Regions from separate parts of the Gossypium arboreum genome. Here region 2 is linked to region 1. The links are chromatin contacts, called in public Hi-C maps. All regions are on one chromosome and are shown on one strand. The core of a region is the stretch at or near the end of the contact, and the rest is flanking DNA. Distances in the headings are between cores, read along the strand shown.

Region 1 (3,140 bases), core at 236-2,735:
AGGGCCATAAATGACGATACTAATACAGGCACGACAATGAGTCTTCTCATTAGAAGAACATGGTTCATAAAACTCAAACATAGGTGCAAGAAAGGAAAACACAATGGGCCTTCCAATATAATCAACTAATTCATGTTGTCCATTATAATCATAGGCGGTGACCTTGTTAGTATAACTTGTTACAACTTAATGTTGTCACAGGTTATAATAACAGGGTCATCGCCTTTGGTGGTGGTGGATAAGACGTATTACTTTGTTATACTGAAACACCACTGTATTTTTCTTCCTCGTATTTATTTTTGAGTTTTACAAAGCATCCTCTTTTGATGAGAAACTTGTTGTCATGTCCGCATAACCACTGTCAACTACGACCCCATTTATGCTCCATCCATTGACAACATAACCTTTGTAAACTTGAAGCCTTAGTTACACTTCAACCCTAGACCGTATAATCACCTTCAGCTAGGACCTTGAGTTACAGCACGATCCGGCTTCCTGAGTGATGGCTCTATACTCACATGGCAAATGAAATTTGTAGGACACCCATCTCCATGATACCATCGTAAATTCAAACATTTCTTAAAATTATAACTATGTCTATCTCAAACATGGACAAAAATAAATCTACAAACCTTTAATTTCCAACCGTAAGAAAAAAAAAGAAAAAACTATTTTTTACCAAAGTGAAAACGTGACTTGCAGGGAGTGTTTTCACTACCACCTTAGTGAAAACGCACCCTGCAGGTCGCATTTTTTGTTCTCTTTCCTGAAAACGCGTCCTACATGGCATGTATTCATTAATGTGGCAGTGAAAACTTGCCTTACAGGTCGCATTTTCAAAGGAGAGAAGAAAAACAACGTAGATCTGTAATCTTTTTGCAAAATCAACTTAGTTTCTCAAAAAACAATTTCCAGCATATTTCATTAAATTAACCTTGTTACTCTCATGAAAGAGAAACCCAATTTTTAAATTTATTTTATTATATATTTTAGAATTTATTATATTTTTAAATAATATTTATGCATTTTATATGTTTCTTTAATTTTTGAAAATTAAGACCAAAATGAAATAATATATAAATATTGGGGCTTACTTTTTAAAACTATGATTAAATTGACATAATATGTAAATGTTGAGAGTTAAATTTATTATTACACTAATTTTTAAGCAGCAACCTCACTCTCATGTTAAGTAGTTAATGACATTTAACGGAAAATGATTAAAATTAAATCCAATTAGTTGAGTGACCATTTTAATAAAATTCATAGTTGAGTGGCCAAATAAAAAAAATTCATAGTTGACTAACGAGTGGTGTAGTTTACCCTATTTCTAAATATATCAAAAAATAATAAAATCTACAAAAATAATTTTATTATAAATATCTTATTACAAATAGGTATCTATTAGAGAAAGAGATTTTGATGTCATCTAACCAATAAAATAAAATAAAATAAAATCTAGTAATATGATTTTATTTTAAATATCTCGTTATAAGCAGATATCTGTCATTTATCCATTTTAATACATTAGGGTTTCCAAACATAAAATTTTGATAAGTAATAATGTACTTTGAATTTTGTTTATTAATAATTATAATAATATAATTTTTCTATATAAGGAAGTCCCATGCTGTTCTAACACCTCTTATCTTCTTTCACTGATCTTATATACTATACACTAAGTATTTGTTCTTCCTTTTCTAGTTTCCATTGAGGAAAAGACAGATAAAACATGCCGGCGGCAGGAGGAATTGGGCCGGGAAACGGCAAGGAATACCCGGGAAACCTCACTCCATTCGTCACTATAACATGTATTGTCGCCGCCATGGGTGGTTTGATTTTCGGCTACGATATTGGGATTTCAGGTAACATTTAAAAACACACACACAATTGACCCATACATTTTTGTTTGTTTTACGTAGAAACCAATGGTTTTTTTTTTTTATAGGCGGAGTGACGACTATGACTCCTTTTCTTCAAAAGTTCTTCCGAGAAGTTTGGGAGAAGAAGGAAGCTAACAAGTCGACGAATCAGTACTGCCAATACGACAGTCAAACACTGACGATGTTCACTTCGTCACTGTATTTGGCTGCTCTTTTGGCGTCACTGGTGGCTTCAACTGTCACCCGTAAGCTTGGGAGGAGATTATCCATGCTTTTTGGTGGTTTACTCTTCTTTGCCGGAGCTCTTATCAATGGCTTTGCTAAAGCTGTTTGGATGTTGATTGTTGGTAGATTGTTACTTGGTTTCGGTATCGGTTTCGCAAATCAAGTAAGAACCATCAAGTCTTAGTCTTAGTTTTTGTTTTTTTTTTTCTTTTCTTTTCTTTGCAAGTTGTTCGTTAAAGAATAAAAAATAATGTGCTGTCTGAAAGGAGTGGCAAAAAAAAGAGAAGTACATATCTTAGTCTTCTTTATGCATTGGGGTTCATTTTTTAATTTAGATTTTTGCTGGATTTTTGTCGTCTAATGTGTCTCTTTGTGTTCTTCAGAGCTCCTTTTTAGATGGTTCTAAAATCTCAGTATTAACAAAGCAGACAAACTTGTTCTGATCCAGATATGATCTTTTGTATCCCTTGTTTTAACTGGATAAAAACCTTATCTGGGTTTGATTTCTTGAGATCTGACAAGTAAATCTCTGATAAATGGTTTAAAGTTATGAAGCTTGTTCCTGTAACTGTTGCTTTTCCTTGTCAGACAAGGCTTGTTTTTCTTTGCATGACACGTCTTTGCACCATTTTTTTCCGCTAAAAGTTCACTCCTTGATGCAACGGGCGTTGAAAAAAAAATATTAGCTTCTGTTTTTAGTCCAATGAATATTGATAAACCCATGTTTGTTGACCCCTTTTTTGCATTATTTTGTTGCCTAACTTCTTTTATCTAATCGGTGGCAGAAAAGTTTTCAATAAATAATTTTATCATTTTAATAGTTTTTATCTTTATATAAAAGATAGAATTAAATTTTATTATTTTTAAAGGGTATTTTATCATTATTAATTTAAAATTTTTATAAATTTTATAAAGGACCGTTTTAAGGGACCGGGGCCTGCCGGCTCCGCTACTGTGTCTACTTAAAACAACGGTGATTTGTACATTTTTTTTTCTTTTTTACAGTCTGTGCCACTCTACCTCTCGGAGATG
Region 2 (3,140 bases), core at 427-2,926, 320 kb after region 1:
CATCATCAGAATTCATTTAGAATTGGTTTTTCTGATTTCCACAATATACAAGATCTTATTTTCATTGACAAATCCACATTACCTTTCTGATGATGTTGCGAATTGGCTCAACAATGCTGCGGGCTTCTACTTTGCCACATGTAACACTTGGTAGCAATGGGGTGAACACAAAGAAATTACGAGGAGAAACAACCTGCACCTCATAATTAGGGTTATTCAGGCTCTTCAGGAAACTCATTCCTCCCCAACCAGTTCCAAGCAGCACCACCTTCTTTTTCTTGGGAACTTGTTCAGATGAAGCAATTCGACGGTCATCATTAGATGCCACCGCATCAGCATGAGCAATATGGCCCTTACTGCCATTGAATGCGTTTGCTTCAGCATAAGCTATAAGGCTCCCACCACTGCACCAAAAAAATGCAATAGACTTAGAGCTGAAGGAGAATGCTTAATGGAAAGTTTCAAACATACAGTTCGTTTTTAACTAATCTTGAGAAATTAATAAATTACGCACTCAAGCTCCTAAACTTTGCAGATACATTCAAACAGGACAAATTTTTAGATCTTTTCCCATTTCCTTTACAATTTTAAAGAAGCAAATAAAGCTTCAATTTTCCTAGCGTGCATAATTCACTCACACCGGCCTTTAGGCAGAGATGACAGTTCTCTTCCTCCCTATAATCCAAAACATATTTGCTCTGTTCTTCAGACTTCCGACAGAGCATTTCAATATTCCAAATTTCAGCTCAAAATCTCAAAAAAAAAAAAAACATCATTCATCAGATGGGCCTAAAAACAATCGCCTATCTAAATGCAGAGAGAATCTACAAACAAAAAACAGCATGAACCACAAATCAATATTAAGAAACTAAATCTATGATAATAAAAAAATAGAAACACAAAGAGGCACTCAGGTCATGCTTAACAACTTCATAGAACCAAAAAGCAAATAAAATATTTGTATATAAAGTTATAAATACAAGAAAAATGCTTAAAAAATGGGGAAAAAAAAGAAAGAAAGAAGGAATGAAAAAAGCACCTGATAGTAGAGACGACGATGACCTTAGAAAGAGAAGGATAATCATTAAAAGCCCTGGATAATCTCCGGAAGAAGTTGAAGTTCCTCATCTTGGTGCTCTGTAGATCTGTTCTTTTACTTGTTTAGCCTATATGAACCAAGAAAACTGGAGGAAAATCACAGAGAAAGCGGTTACGTATTAAAAATACAAAAAGGCAGAAGAAGGAAAAAAAAGAAAAAGAGTAGATGAGAAACGCGAGGTTCGTGGCATTGTCACACGATGGTTCCAGGTCTTTACTACCTCACTTTCTTTTTCAATGACTTGGAGAGCAAGGCAGAGGCGGCAACGTGCTACTATATTTATGGAATCATTATTATATAATTTTTGGTCAAAATATTTTAATGAATTAAATATTAAATAGTATCTGGATCCTTAATTGCGCCGCCGTCACTACATTATGACCGCTACGTCTCTGTGAAAAACCTGTGTCCGTTGGATCCATCAATCCTCGGAATTTATTTTTTCTTATTCTCTTTCTTTAATTTAAGAGATTTTTCAATGATTCATGCTTTTTTCTTAGATAGACCGTTGAACCTAATTAGGGTTTTGAACCCCAACCCCCCCCCCCCCAAAAAAAAAAAAATTACAAATCATATGTAATATATTGATTTCCTTTTAACAATCAATTCTTTTTATAAAACAATAAAGGGTATTTTTGTCATTTCAAATAATGTAAAATTTTAAAAATATGAATTGAATTTAAAATACAGTAATTTTCTTTGTCTTTATTATTTCATTAAAAGCTTCATTTTATTTTAGAATTAATTATTTATATATAAAATTTTATTCACTCAAATCATAATCTTGTTATTCTAAAAGTTTTATTTTATTAAAATTCAAATTTTAAAATTTAAAATTCTAATTAATTAAATTTTTATATTGGCTGTCTAAAAAACTCTTATATTGACATTTTAAAATTCATGATAATGACATATACTAAAAAAATTTTAATTAGAATTTTAAATTTTAATAAAAATTAAAATTTAATCTTTGAACCATAAATAAAACGTGTTAAATATCAAGAAATAAAAAATATTTTAATAATCACTGAAATCAAAATAAAATAAAATCATGAAGCCTTCCTAAAATTAAAGGCGGGAAAAAGAAAAGAAAGAAAGAAAGGCAGGCCTAATATTGGAAGAGAAAAGTACATATATAGAATGAGCATATAAAGGACAGGCTGTTAATTGTAGAATGTTAGGTGGTCAAATAGAAGGTGGTAATAAAGTCGGCAATTGGCATGCTTTACGTCATTGTTTTGTACACACACCACAAACATTGCTGACAACCTCCATGTTTTCCTTTGCCGCAAAGCATATTTTTCATGTTCTCTTTTGGTAATCAATAAGCGGTCCATAATTTATGGAATCCAATTTATTTTTTTTAAAAGTAAATAATATAAATAATGTATGGTGGCCACTCTTAAAATATCAACATTAACATACTAAAATCAATATAAGTATCAAATGTTTTAAATATGGATTTTAACCTGTCAATGGATTCATATTCATGTTCAAATTCTAATTTATATTATTTTTAATTCATTTTTATATTGTGAGCCAATTAAATTATAAAAATTAAAACAACTTATTTTAGTTATATATGCTTAGGATCATATGTTTCTATCGTTTATATAATATTTTATACTTTTTAACTAACATAAAAATATAATATTTATTTTCATATTATAAAATAAATATTAAATAAAGCTATAATTTGATTCTATTTGAATACTTATCATATTTTAATTTATAAAGCACAAAACTATTCACTCTATCAATAATTGAGCCGAATCTGGTGCATTATAAGGGATTTACCTTTTCTATTGATTCTTACGAATTGGATAAAAAACATTTCTTGAATGAGGTATTCAACTCTAGGGATGAATCGAAAAGAAATCTTTATCGACTCTACCTCCTATTTTTATGAATAAAATGAATCTTTTTATTGAAGGATAAAAAAAAAATAGGTTTGAATCTTCCATGGGAATGATTTAGAAGATCCAAAACAAAATAGTGGTATTTGTACTAAACTAAATGTATTAATTTAGTGTTGGAACAT

The links. Hi-C and Micro-C count contacts between places; a contact is called where the count stands out from the background.
Region 2: a contact with region 1 is called in a Hi-C map of leaf, with 3 times the contacts expected there. The contact joins the promoter of LOC108484233 here to the promoter of LOC108455908 in region 1. A contact is called at or near these places in 3 of 5 Hi-C or Micro-C datasets (all in leaf).

Annotation. Positions count from the first base shown.
Region 1 is chr6:41,892,217-41,895,356 of ASM2569848v2, forward strand. LOC108455908 (sugar carrier protein C-like) reads left to right here and starts at 1,486. Exons shown (of 4, transcript XM_017754483.2): 1 at 1,486-1,865; 2 at 1,949-2,271; 3 at 3,114-3,140. The coding sequence starts at 1,733.
Region 2 is chr6:42,208,477-42,211,616 of ASM2569848v2, forward strand. It overlaps LOC108484233 (external alternative NAD(P)H-ubiquinone oxidoreductase B2, mitochondrial-like), which reads right to left and starts at 1,677. Exons shown (of 11, transcript XM_053030250.1): 1 at 1,320-1,677; 2 at 1,040-1,184; 3 at 83-404. The coding sequence starts at 1,128.